3 separate regions of the Oryzias latipes genome follow, and regions 1 and 3 are each linked to region 2. Evidence: chromatin contacts called from public Hi-C data. All regions are on one chromosome and are shown on one strand. The core of a region is the stretch at or near the end of the contact, and the rest is flanking DNA. Distances in the headings are between cores, read along the strand shown. Region 1 holds the start of slc1a5 (neutral amino acid transporter B(0)). Region 2 holds the start of arhgap35 (rho GTPase-activating protein 35). Region 3 holds the start of tmem160 (transmembrane protein 160).

Region 1 (4,558 bases), core at 262-2,761, 210 kb before region 2:
GAACTTTTTGTATTTTACTTTTCTGTTTTTTTTTCTTCTGTGTACTACTAAGTATAGATGTTCTTGAAACCTGTGTGAAACTCAAAGGGACTGTGTGACTCAGTTGCTTCACAGCTGCTTCCTTTTCTGCCCAACATAAGGGTGAGGTGGCAGTTCTCCTGCATGTCTCTCAAAGGCAGATTTAACTCATGGGGAAAAGGCAACATACCAGACACACAACCAAGGCCAACTGGCTCAACTGGTGTAAAAAGCAACCATCCCATTCATAGTTAATTGGTGGGTTGGCTGCTACTTACAGAAAAATCAAATTAAAGGGAAATCCTGTGACGTCATCCGTGATGATCAGATACCGGTACTACTACTTTTAGATAGATGGGGGGAGGGCTTATAGTAGGAAGTTCTTCACTAACGCGCACGTGCTGTTGTCCTTTATTTTATTCAAATAAAAGTCAAACGCAACTATTAAAGCATTGTTGATTTGATTAAATATACTTTAGTCTGTGTCTGAGTAGTGTTCTGTTGAAAACGGGGGACTCATTAGTTTGCTTCCCGGAATAGCACGTGTGAAGACGCAGTAGCTGATGCAACGGCGTATTTGCATTACAGGAGAGCGCGCTCACCTGTTTGCCCGTCACATACCGTCACTCCTTCTTAAACGATCCAAAAGACAACTTCAGACTGACTGAAATGAAGTTTTGAAACGCGCGTTCAGCTGGCGTTGGCGCAGCAGCTGTTTGGATCATAAAACGTATCTTTTTTACGCACCGGGGCGCAGCGTGTTCTGGGGCCCAGAGGGGGCACAGGTCAGGTGCGAGTCTCACCTTATCAGATCCAAGAAGGAGTCTATGATTTCTTTATGGGCTGGCACTTCTTCATCAAAGGATGCGAGCTTGGTGACGGTCACCTCGCCCGGCTTTATGATGAACGCCATCACGACCCCGATGGCAGAGGCGATAAGGGTGGTAACCAGAAAGAAGAGCATGGCCCAGCCGCCAAGCTTGCCCAGGGCTTTCGGGTCGATGCTGGCCGCCCCGGACACCAGGCTGCACACCACCAGGGGGATGATGATCATCTTCAGGAGCCGGATGAGCAGCTCACCTGGGAAGCCCACATAGATTATCTGCGTTCTCGTGAGCGCCACGTTGCGCACTCCAAGTCCGATGAAGACCCCGATGATGACCCCGGCCACGGTGAGGATCACCAGCAGGTTCGCTCGGACGATCCTCTTCACTCTTTGGGCCAGGGTCTCCGGTTCCGTCTTCCTGTGGCTGTTCAGTCCGTTTACCAGCGGCTCATCGAAGTGCGCCTCGCCGTTGGATGTCTTTACTTCCTCCATGTTTATCTTCTCAGCCATCGTGTCCCCGTCGTAATAAACACAGATCTTAGTTTAGGACTAAACAGTAAAGTAAACTTATATGAAATGACGGAAAGAACGCGGGAATTTGGCGCGTAAAACTAAAGAACAGAGTTTAGAATGTAGGAAAGACGCCGGCGCTGATGCCCGCCTTAAACGCCGGCGTTTTACTCCGCCCCTTTGACGTAACGGGGTGTGTTCTAATCGTAAAACCTCGAACAGCCAATCACAGTTCGATTTTAGCTTCACAAACGTTCCCTTTTTTAGCTGAGTCGCGTTTCCCCCACTATGTTTTCTTCCCCTTTGTTTAATAATATAACCAAGATAAGATTAAGGGGATGTAAATATTTTTAGTAAAGTTGCATGCGTGCTTATAGATATCTTATTTACACTCATTCAACATAGTAGGATTTCAGTGAATTGAACATTTTTTCTGAATCAAGAATATTATATCCAGAATATTTGCAGAAAACAACAAAAAAATCTTGTCAAATTTTCTGCATCTAAGGTAACATCCAAACCAATGACATAACACTGAAATAATGGGTAGAAGCTAGGACAGAAACTAGTTTTGGGCTTAATCTTTGTCAGGAAATGTTCTGTCAAGTGGCTCTTGCAAAGTTGTAGTTATTTTATGTCAAACTACAAGATACTAATCATAAAGATTACAACTCTCTTAAAATATAAGATAAAACAGAAGTTTATGTTAGAGTTCTCTCTCTTAAAGTGCTTTATCCATTTACATGCTCACTCTGTTCTCGTCATGGGGCCTATCCTGGCTGTTTTAGGATTTAGAAACAGTTACACCTCACTCAGGTTAAATTCATCAATCGAAGATCCATTCATTTTTTATCTTCTAAACCTGTTTTGTCACTTTCGGGGTCAGGGGGCTGCTGGAGCCTATCCTGGCCACTCGTAGAGCAAAGGCAGGGGACACCCTGGACAGGTCTCCAGTCTATCGCCATTGAAGACATTTTTTATATCTCAGAAAAGCAATAACATGCATTTGGAGAACATGGAAACTCCACACAGAAAGTTTCCAGCCTGGAACAGTTAGGACTCTCTCATGGGAGGCAATGTTGCCAACTAACACACCATCAAATGACAGCGCATAGCACGGCCACATCAAATAATAAAGCTAAGCAGAACTCAAAATAAATAACAAGAATGGTGCATTCCAAGCAAGCTGCAATCAAACATAGTGGAGTGAATTTGCTTTTTGAAATCATTTTCTTGTTATTAAAGTTCAATATTACACATTTTTTCAAATATAAATCAATTTTAATTTTGGTTAATTATGGCAAATTAAATACAGTCATTTAATTTGCATTAAAAATTCAAATCAAAATAATAAAAAAGTATTTATTCAATCTTTCTATTAAAGTACGTTTTCCTTGAAATGTAAAGAAACTTAAGGAAAAACTTTGTGTTTATATCCTGCAGCATTTTAAACAGCAGAAATATGTTCAAAAACCCAGAGATCTGGAAGTTCTGAAAAATGTGACTATTTTTGCAAATGTTATCATTTTCAATTGGCGTGAAACCCTTTACAGCTGTTTCATCATATAGTAACAATGAGCTCAAGTTCCTTTAACCCACATATGCAAATGTGCTTGAGGGCATAAGGGATTTTTTCAATACTTTCATAATTAGGAGGCATCAAGTCACAGTGTAACCTGTGGCATTTGTGTCATCAGGCAGCACCTTCAGCCCAAATATGAAAATTATAAAGCAGTTTATCATATAAAAATATAATAAATATATTTTTATAAATCACTATTAATTACATTTGAATACATTATATTTAATTTTGTTTTGTTAAAAAAAAAAAAAAAAACACAAAGAAGATAAAATACTAAACTAATTCCCAAATTGTTCCGTTACCAACAGCACAGACCAAACGTTTGGACACACCTTCTCATTCAAATGAATGCGTATCCAAACTTTTGGTCTGTACTGTATATACTCCTCTAGTTTGCACTTCCATCAGATCTTTTAAAATGTGCTCAAAATTTCCCTCCCTTTTCTTTTTCTAGTCCAGTTTGAGTAGAAGTAGAATTTCTGAATGAAAATATGAGCGATAGTAAAAATTATCATTTTGTTTTGCACTCTGCAGGTTCTACTAAGCTGTGTTAAGCTTTAACAAGTAACAGACTCATCGTCTGGGATAAGAACAGCTGGATATCTACGAACTTGTGCACAGGGGTCCAAGACAAGTTGGGAGTTAGCTTACACTCATTTTTTTTAAACCTTTTGACCGCCTGAAACCTGTGGGAAAAGCACCTTTTGGGAGTAAAATAAGCGCACAGTACCAGAACTCAAGCCGCAAGCAGGCTGATCTCCCAGTGTTTAGTTTATTTGATTAAGCTCATCCCTTTGTTCCCCCTGACTGTGACAATGATTTGATGGAATCACTGTGGTCTGTGAAAAAGTGCTTTCTCTGTGAGAGAGCGCAACTGCAATGGCTCAATCTGCTTAACTAAGAAAGTTTTTCTGGAGGGGGGGGGCATCTATGTACACACACTACAAACAGCCGGTGCCGCATGATGTGGAGATCCATTTGTACTATTTGGCGCATACAAATGTCAAAGTTGACCTTGTTTTCTGGTACATTTGCCATTATAAACCTATCCTGCAAAAACAGGAAAAGCAACATGTTTAAAGCAATAATGACAAAGAAATGTCACTTGTTCAGTTAAAATAAGTGGAGGGAGGAAAGATAACAAAGTACTGCTAGCAACAGGTAAGGGGGTATGGCACAAAGGGAAATTAAAAAGGTGAAAATGAATCTTCAAAGCTTTTTCTTTCCTATAGCACGTGTCAAACTCAGGGCCACAGGCCAAATTTGCCCCACAGTATATACTTAATTGGCCTGCGAGATCATATCAATGTGCATTAGAGCTGCCTTATCCTGTACCAATAATACTACAAATCCCACAATGCTTTGAGCCTCCTTTTTTCTGTAGACAGTCATTGAGAGCCATGCTCCAGTCAGATAGGAATAATTAGTTTCACCCTCCACAAACATGGCCAAACGAAAGACGCACAACAGGAGCTTTGAGGAAAGACCTGCTAGGTTTTCCTCAGCTCAGAGTCTGACCCCAGACATTGATGAAATTGCATCTAAGAAAAGATGCCAGGGATCAGTGTGCAAAGAAAATCAGATTGTAGCAAACTGAGCTTGAATATATATGTGTTACTTAT
Region 2 (4,522 bases), core at 1,192-3,691:
AATTGAAATTTAAAAAGCAGGTGAAAGTTTTCATTTAAATGAAGTGGCTTGTGAAAGTAAAATCTCACACTTTTAATCTTTGTCTCCTCATGGGGACGCAGATTTGAAGATGGATCCGAAAGTTCAGTGATCCTTATTTTGCAAATGACATTAGGCTACCCCCATATCTTGTGTTTTACTGAATTTCTTCTCCAACATGATGCAAGAGATCCAAGCCCATTTGTAGCCGGCGTCCTAGTGAGTAAAGACAAACTCCCCTAATCTGATGAGCATGTACAAACTCAAGGCTTCACAATCCAATCAGCAACCCTGAGGCAAGCCAGAGTTCAAGGAAAGAAGACCAGCTAGCATGTTGCCTGAGCAAATGGAAGAAAATGAGGCTTCCTGGAGAGGTGTGACTGCCTTGCAAAGGGCCCAATCAAGCACAGCGCAGAAGTGCTGACAGCTGTTCATATATTCACCTGAGTGCACCAAGACGGTCTTCACAGGAAGGTTTAGAGATATGTTCACTTCCTTCCAAGTATCGTACCCTTAAATAAAGTTATCACTATGCATAGAAGCTTCCCGAAAGTGTTCAGCCAAAACACGACCAACAAATCCACAGCACCAATACATGTGTGGATATCATCCAATGACAAAGTTCCTGTTTGGGGGAATTTTCCCTACTATCTAGCAGTGACCAGTAACTGTAAATAATGAGCCAATGACACAGCATTAGCAGTAAAGCACATTCCTGCCTTTACTGCCGTGTGATAAGGCGTTATCCTCGTCAACACGGTCACCCCCCTAGAACTCATTCAGACAATATTAAAGCAGTATGTTAGTTATCTTTAAGGAGCGTTTCTAGAGGAGAGCACTGGAAGGACACCGACAGAAAGGGAGTGGCTGCAAGAAAAATGCCCTATTCACATAACCTTGAGTCAAAGCAGTTCCATCATCAATATATATACTTATATATATAGAAGTATAGAGTTATGTTGCTGGATTATTAGAGGAGCCAATTGGTGGCGTTAATTCTGAGTCACAGGGATGCACTCTGCTGAGATCAAAAATATTTTTCACGGAAAAGGAGTTTATGCAATGGCCTCTGCCTTATGAAAGCCTGGATTGGTGAGAAGCACAAGTAAAACATAAAAATGAAAGCAAACAAAAAAAGGTCATTAACATAAGGGGAACACCAACTGACAAGCAAAACATACTGGTAATCCAGGTTTTTCACACAGCAATCAGGGAGAAAATGCACAGTCCATCTTTGGTCAAACCCCAACATGTTATTGCTTCAACAGTTTGAGTGGTTGTCCCACCCCCTCACCCCACTTTTTTTTTTTAAAGTATGACATGGTGTGGAGTTTCCCCAGGCCTGACAAGACCAATGCATTCCAGGTGTTTGTTGTATAAACAATTTAATGTTTGGATAGAACCAGGTTTTTTTTAGCTTTATTCTCTAAATTTAACATTTAACAAGCTCATGGTTACCCTGACTTGCCCTACAAACTGCTTTATTAAGTATACACCCCGAGCATCATCTTAAGTATTATAATTATGATCATTTTGAGGTACTTGGGGGCCATAAAATCATGTCTGCCCTCAAGCGAAATGAGGTCGACTCCCAGTTTCTCGATTTTGCCTGGACTTTGGCGCAACTGGAGCAGCAGGTGAGGAAAAATGTCCATGTTCGCCCTTAAATGCTTCTCTTCCTCTGAAAAAACTGTCTAATTGTTACATGAACGCCGTTGAAAGGGGAAATAAGGAGCGTCTACGTACCAAATCAGTCCAGTCTCGCGCTTCGGTTCTTCATCCGTGCTCCTCAGTTGGGAAAAGACTTTAAAACACAAACGTGTGTGTTTGGGAGGGGAAACGCTTCCCTAAAAACTCACATCGATTATTTTCAGTTGGTCTGGTAAACACGCTGTCTGCCCGTCTGCTCCCGCAGACATGAAATGACTGTTTGAAGTTTCTGGACAAGTGAAGTGGAGGATTGCTGTCTCTGAATCGGAAATAAACTAATACATCATACTGATTAAATTAGCAGCGGGGGGAAAATGTCCCTCAAACTCGCGTCCTTTCACAGCGACTGCAAACGTATTACGAAGAGGAAAAAAATGGGAGGCGTTGCAGAGCGCTGTTTCGGTGTGTTTTCCCTTCTTGGCTCCGCCACCACGTTGTTTTGACCGATTCTCATTCGCCTCTGTCGAGTCCCAAACACAAGAGTCGGCAGGAAACGCGGTCCCAAAAGCGTCCGTAAATCAGCGGGACGGTGTTTTCCGCGTGCGGAGGCGCGCGAGGAAGCCCCGAGATCTCCTTTCTGATGTACTAGAGCCGTTCGCTGGAGAAAATGTGTGACGCGCTCTGTCTATCCCTCTGCCCCTCACTCCCTTCGCTTCTTTTTTTTTTTCCGGCTTCCCAATAATGGCGGACCTTGTGAATCCAGCATCTCCACTCCTGCTCACAGAAAGACTCTCGCCCAGTGGTTCGTGGACACAACTACAACAAGCACGCTGTTGGTACTGGCGATGCCTGACAGTACACAACAACACACCATGGAGCAACATTGATTTTTCAATAAAAACATGGCACAAAAAGTGATGAAATGTTGTGTCTGGTATCTAACTTTCCTCGCACTTTAGAAAGTGGTTTTGTTTATTAGACTGAAAAATTGGGTAAAAGGGCCTCAACACTTGCAGTGGTGGGTCTGTTTAAAAAGGAAATAAAACTGTATTGCCAAGACTCATTACTACAAAAAAATAAACCCACCAGATGATTTGTCTTATAAGCAATTAAAAAAAATCTGAAAAGTCTGAATTAGAAATATGCATAGGTTTTTTTTAATGGTAAAGCAAAACAGCTGTTGCAAATAGTAGCTTTGAAAAAAAAGAAACAAGTCTAACCTGGTTGGCATCAGTGTCATTTAGCCAAAGATGTAGACTTTTCCAAAAATAATAATACAAGTCCCAAACAGGGGTGAAACAACCAACATTTACCACAGAGGACAGAAACTAAAACAAGCTAAATGTGTCAGCATTTACCTGAATTTAAGTTGCACTACTTTACTGTGCAAAACTAACATGGCAAAAGACAGTTTTTATTCTCGAAACACAAAATAAGTGTGTCAAAATGTGATACCCAGGTACAGTACACACCTTTCATATTTAAATTGTACATTTTATCCTTAAAAAATAAAAACAACTTGTGCACTTCATAAAATTTACAATATATAAAAAATACAGTGACACAAATGAATACTTTTCAAATCAGATCAACATAAAAACAAATAAGATTCAAATGTAACACATTTAACTTAAAATATTAAACAGTTATTATTGAATAACTCATAAATATAAAGTAAAGGCTCAACAACTCATACACCATGTTCAACAATAGTATCTGTCCAATGCAAGAGGCTCCCTGCTTGTGTTTAGACAGGAGGGAAAAAAACAATGCACATTTCAGGAGCCAACCTAGACAGTTTTAAAGCAAAATGTCAAATGAAATACTAGTAAAGATAAAGTCACAGTATGCTGCTTAACTGGAATAACCTCTAAAAGAGTAGGTTTTAACTTTGAACTCCTCACGTGGCTCTCATCTGAACTCTGAGGCTGTTGGAGGGTCGAGGGAGAGTTAAAAAAAACTTTTATTCACTTAAGTTTGGTGTCTACCTCTGAGGAGGTGTAAATGACCTTCTGGGTCTACAAAAGTCTGAAAAGTCCTTTGTTTCATCGTAAGGAAACAGAGAGGAAAACGAAAGCAGTCATAAATAAACGTAAATTATCTTCCAAGACACAAAGTGACCACACCAAGAAGCAAAGTGATAGCAATTGGAAACAGCGCGGCCACAAGAGAATGAAACACAAGCAGGGTTTGTAGCAGGAACAAAAACTCTGAGTACTAAACAGGGCCACAAATGTTAAAAAATAAACACAACCACGTTGGACATTGATTTGTCCAATCAGTCTAATCAAGAAGTAAAAAAACAGTCCCGTCAAAGGTAAAATCGCCCTTTTTGTACTACATTTGAACCGTACCGTAACGATAAACAACCAGTAAACCTGTCTGCTCTATGCTGCTTCATGGTCTTACCCCCCTTCCCCTCCTATTATCACCCTCCTACCCCCCTCTCTCTCTAACGTCCCTCTCTCTTCTTCCCCTCTTTCCTTTTCCGTCCGGTCCAACACCAAAGATTTTCAAACATGATTGAAATTAATAAAGTTTGGCCTCAATTACAAAAGGGGTTTATTCAGACATACCTTTGGTTTGTCTGAAGATGAATAACCCCTCTTGTTAAAATAAAATATGTCCAACACAAGAGGCCCTCAGCTCTCATCTGTTTGCCTAGCTGTTGGACAGGACAAGTTAAAAAAAAAAAAAAAAAAAGGTAAAATCGAATCATTTCAATTGGATTTGAAAAGTCATCTATTAGGAGAATCATTTGATGATGTTTGCATTGTGATTAGTTCAGCCACTGAATGATAATTAAGTTGTGTCTCTAAGGAGGACAGTATAACAACTAAGAATTGTCTGATTT
Region 3 (4,813 bases), core at 1,758-4,257, 160 kb before region 2:
CCTGGTGCTTTACAGAAACTGTCCTAGAAAACGTCTGTTTTCTTTTTACATTTTGGCCAAAAACGGCATAATCATAATTAAAAGACCACTGGGAATGCTTTTAAATTAGATCAAAATGATCCGAGTGAGACTTACAGCCTTTGCCTTAAATGAAATTGATCAGCCAATAGCAGAGCAGTGGCTGCACATCTTTATTTTGGTCAGCAGCTGCAAAAAAAAAAAAAAATCATTACACATCCTTCAAAAGTGGTTTCTTTGCTTTTTTAAGCCAACTTTATGAGTTTGCACTACTTCTGTTTGGAGCGGAGTCGTGGCTACTGAAGGTCAAAAAGGGAGACGAGGTGGCGTTTCTTCTCTTGTTAGGTTTCAGTGTAGAAATCTGAGCGACAAGATCACATTTTCTTTAAAATGAAATTAATTTCCCTTTCTAAAACATAACAATTTACTTTTGAAAGCCTACGGCTTTGTGCAATGTAATCAAAATGAGAGCTTTTGTATACGCAAGTGTCAGCATGTGTATATATGTGCACACACACAAACATCAGCCTGCCATTGTGTTGGGAACAGTAGCGTGAGAGTGGCCAGTAGGTCAGCTGTGCTATCACATCAAAGAGTTGGCAGTCTGTAAAAGGCATTAGACCATTTTCACACACAGGAAGACAAACACAAAAACACAAACTCCTGCGTGTGCAGCTCTCTGCTCCACACACTGAACTGTCTGCTGTGAATCCAGCCTGCTCTGGATTCCAGCAGGCTGATGAGGACAAAGGAACATCCGGAGGAGGGTTCACTCCTTCCACGTGAGAAGACAAACCAAGCCTGCATGATGTATGTTTACACACATTTCTGGCACATTTAACAAGAAAAAATAGAAATAAAAAAATTATCATGTGGTCCTTTTGGGTTCTTGTTTTACGAATTAAGTAAACCATGGTACATTTGCTGGTACCAAAGTGGAGATAAATGCAGGGCAGCCAGATTAAGAGGGTTTGGACACGCTGGGACGAGGAACAGTGAATATGTAGGTTAAACGGAGGCCCTGTTTGGAGCTACCAGGAAAGAGGCCTACAGGAAGACCAAAGAGGAAGTTCATGGATGCAGTGGAGGAGGAAATGAGGATAGTTGGTGTGAACAGGGTTAGAAGAAGGTGGATGATTTGCTGTGGCAACTCCTAAAGCCTGAGTGTCAAACTCCAGACCTCGAGCACCAGCCTCCTGCTGGTTTTCTGGAAATCCTGCCTTATCTGCTGCTGATTTCCTGGATCAGATGGGTTTAGCCAATAAGAAGCTTCAATGGCAGGTTGGTTGGAAAACATGTAGGACACCGGCCCTAGACAAAAATTAATTTACATAGAAAAGTGTCTTAAGTGAAAAACAGTGTCAGAACAATTTATTACCTTTACTTTTAACCTATTGATGCAAATAGGCATCAGACAACTTCAGCTTCAAAAGTACCTTAACTTAAGATCTACGTGAAATCAAATTCTTATTATGTGATTTTCTTTTCCATAGCTGGAAATAAACTTAGGGGTCAAGGGGTTAAACTCCTGTTTGTATTTTTCATTAAAATTAAAGATTTTTGAATTGGTATTGCTCTGGAACATTTGAACCCTTGGACTTCTCAGTCGAAGCTCATTCAAAAAGAAAATAGCTGGTGCAGTTCACCAAATTACCACTAGGCGAACAATGACTATTTTATTCATTAAACCTTACATCCTAATCTGTGGATACCTCAGGTTCGAGTGGGAAATCACTTTTACTCAAATTCGAATATTTACACAAAGAAGTCTCAGGTAACAACCTTGATTTGCTGTCAGGTACAGAAAAAAATCTAGTCTCCAATGAAAATCATTTAGAGTAGAAGAGTCATCATCCGTCCATCCATCCATACATACATCCATAAGGAAGAAGCTCATTTCAGCTACTTGTATTTGGGACCTCGTTCTTTGAGTGAGTATTTGAACAAAGATCAACTAGTAAATTGAGAGCTTTGCTTTCTGGCTCAGCTCTTTCTTCACCACGGACCGGTACAGTGACCACATACCAGTGGACACTGCACCAATCTGCCTGTCAATCTCACGCTCTGATCTTCCCTCACTCAAGAGAAAGATCCCAAGGTATTTAAACTCCTCCACCTGGGGCAGGAACACTCCACCCACCCAGAGATGGCAAAGAGTCACAATTTGAGATTTAGAGAAAGCACAAGGAAGGATGCATTGTAAATGTAGAAAATCAGTATTTGTTCTTGAGGTAACAATTTCGATTTATTCCCCCCTCACCAAATTTGCATGTTCTTTATTTTTGGGCTTAGGATTCAGATTTCCCCCTTTTATTTTGTTAGCTTTCATATTTCTAATTATCTGATTACTACAGCAGTGTACATCAAAAGATTTTTAATGTTTACAAACTGTAAAACATTTTTAGGTAATTTTTTCGGTAAGAAAAAGGTAAAAATTAAATTAAATTAGCTCAAATAAATATATTGAAAAAAGTAAATGACACAAAAAACCTTTTAATAATGACATCTTTCTCTTGAAATTGAACATCATAATAGTTTTTACTCTTGATGCAGTAGAAATTGAAAAACATAAGTGACAGAGACTTTAAGGCCAAACTACAGAAAATACTCAGTCTCACACAAATAATTTCAGCTTATATTTTATTTGATTTAGTTAGCTAACTTTTCACTACAGCAAATAAAATCTACTTAATTTGTTTAAAAACCAAAAATAAACAAACTTCTCTCCTCAGAAGACTGCTATACCTATCTATCAAACTGAGAAATGTTTTATCCTCTCCCGCCCTCTTGTGTCATAAATTTGAACAAACATGTTTAAAATCTAGAGATGCTGTAACTGTTTGAGTAGGAGAAGAGTAGTAGTTTCTTTGTAAAAAAAAAAGGTTGATCAAAAAAATGCTTTAAAACAATATAATTAAGCGTTTTTATTAGCCTATTTATTTTTCCAGCTCCAATGTCTGCCGCATGGTGGCGCCACTTCTATTCTGCCTGCCTTTCGGCGGACTCTTCCGGAGTGTCGTTGTTGACCGTGTGAGAGTTCAGAGTTCGTGTTGTGTTTTTGCTCTTAGCTAACATTTTACCCAACAGTTTTCAGTGATGTTATGGCTTTCCTGAGCCTTTTCGTGAGGAGGCAGCTGCCGCAGGCTGTCACCTACTTCGCCCGGACTCTGAAGCTGGGCCGACCTCCGCGCTCCGCGGCCCCGCTGAGGAGAATCCACGGGTCGGCGCAGCAGCGGACGGCTGAGAAGGGGTCGTGGGGGAAAAGCCGGGGCTCGGAGCAGCCGCTGCAGCTCTCAGACCTTGACAAGGCGGACGCTTTGGTAGGCTAAAAATGGTGTAAAAATACCCAACACACTTGTAATGTATTTGTTTTTTCATCTAATAAGGGTAAATTCCAGACTTTTCATCTATCTCGTTCTCTCTTGCACCTTTCGCAGATACTAAGAAAGTCGCACGAAACAGGTAATTTCAAATTCCCCCCCTAAGTTTTAAGGTTTGTGATTTATTATTATTATTATTATTATTATTATTTAGAATAACAAAAATTATCTTCAAGCTTACATTTCTGACTTACTTTTGAAAAATTCTTGGTCTCTTTTTCCATATTTGTTTTGGTATCTTCCACCCCCAACCACATACAACCCTCAAAAAGTGGTTTGATCCAATATCTTGTGGAGTTTTACTCTGTTTTATGTGTACATTTTGGGATTTTTTTTTTTGTTTCTGTAATTATATTTAACAATTGAGTGCATCGCACTTTGACTCCATGTTGCCATGTTGTGACTTTAGAAACAGCGTGGAGCATTTGGAAGAAAACATGTTTTGCTTTCGCTGATTCTCTATGTTAAAGCCCAACCTGCAAAGTTTCATGGTCCAGTTTTTTTACGGCCATGCGTCAGAAGTAAACTACAGTTCTTAAAATCTAAACTAAAACCACAACTCAAACTTTATTTATATAGCACTTTCCATATAGAACAGAACAAAAAGTGCTTAACACCAGAACAAAAACATAAGACAAGCACAACAATTCGAAACACAGGAACCCCTAGTCCCATTCATGCCTCCCACCCCTTAAATGAGGGTGATAAACATTTGCAAAAGAGTCTGAGCATGGAAAAAGTTTGTTGGTGTAAAAATTGATATTTGGAACCTCCCTCTCAGTGAAAGCTGCACAGACAGCCAGATGCAGCATCACAGGAGACGCCTCAGTAAGGTGGTGATGCTGTTCACAACTAGAGCCGCAGCGGCTGAACAGCAGGCGACCCAGAAGGAGAGGATCCAACTGAGGAACTGACAATGATTAAACAACTTAAACAAGTTCTGTGGAACCCTGACAATACACTCACTCCAAGTTTTCTTAGTTTTCCAAAGAAATATGAATGCGAAATTATCACGACATTATGAGCACTTTATCTAAGAGGAGTAAAAGTACCCAAGATGAATAAGGTTACAGAAAAAGGAAAAAAACACATTTTGAACCCTTCAGCTCTGCAATCCACAGGGTGGAACACAACAATCACTTCTTACACTTTTCCCAATATTCTAAAATAATTCTACCGTATGCTGTCTCAGCCAGCCCCCCCCCCCCCCCCCCCCCCGTCTTTTTTGACATCAATCAGGTTGTGTTTGAATTCCCTCACTACTTGGTGCACTATATATTGCATTCCCCACTTTGCAGAGGTGTCTGACTGAATCTACAGTTCCAAAATCCAGTGCCCTGGAAATTTCCCACAAGTTTCTGTGAAAAACTAGTGTGCATTGATGCTCACTATTGGCAAATATAGACCACAATGCA

What was found. A called contact is a pair of places that touch in the nucleus more often than the background predicts.
Region 1: a Hi-C map of embryo shows a contact between it and region 2, with 2.1 times the contacts expected there. The contact joins the promoter of slc1a5 here to the promoter of arhgap35 in region 2. A contact is called at or near these places in 2 of 5 Hi-C or Micro-C datasets (embryo and fibroblasts).
Region 3: a contact with region 2 is called in a Hi-C map of embryo, with 2.8 times the contacts expected there. The contact joins the promoter of tmem160 here to the promoter of arhgap35 in region 2. A contact is called at or near these places in 2 of 5 Hi-C or Micro-C datasets (embryo and fibroblasts).

Annotation. Positions count from the first base shown.
Region 1 is chr13:14,839,834-14,844,391 of ASM223467v1, reverse strand. It overlaps slc1a5 (neutral amino acid transporter B(0)), which reads right to left and starts at 1,511. Exons shown (of 8, transcript XM_004075403.4): 1 at 822-1,511. The coding sequence starts at 1,354.
Region 2 is chr13:14,626,497-14,631,018 of ASM223467v1, reverse strand. arhgap35 (rho GTPase-activating protein 35) reads right to left here and starts at 2,441. Exons shown (of 8, transcript XM_004075657.4): 1 at 1,765-2,441. LOC105355424 (a long non-coding RNA gene) reads left to right here. Exons shown (of 2, transcript XR_909843.3): 1 at 1-1,655; 2 at 2,432-2,586.
Region 3 is chr13:14,791,148-14,795,960 of ASM223467v1, reverse strand. tmem160 (transmembrane protein 160) reads left to right here and starts at 3,007. Exons shown (of 4, transcript XM_004075402.4): 1 at 3,007-3,338; 2 at 3,456-3,480. The coding sequence starts at 3,120.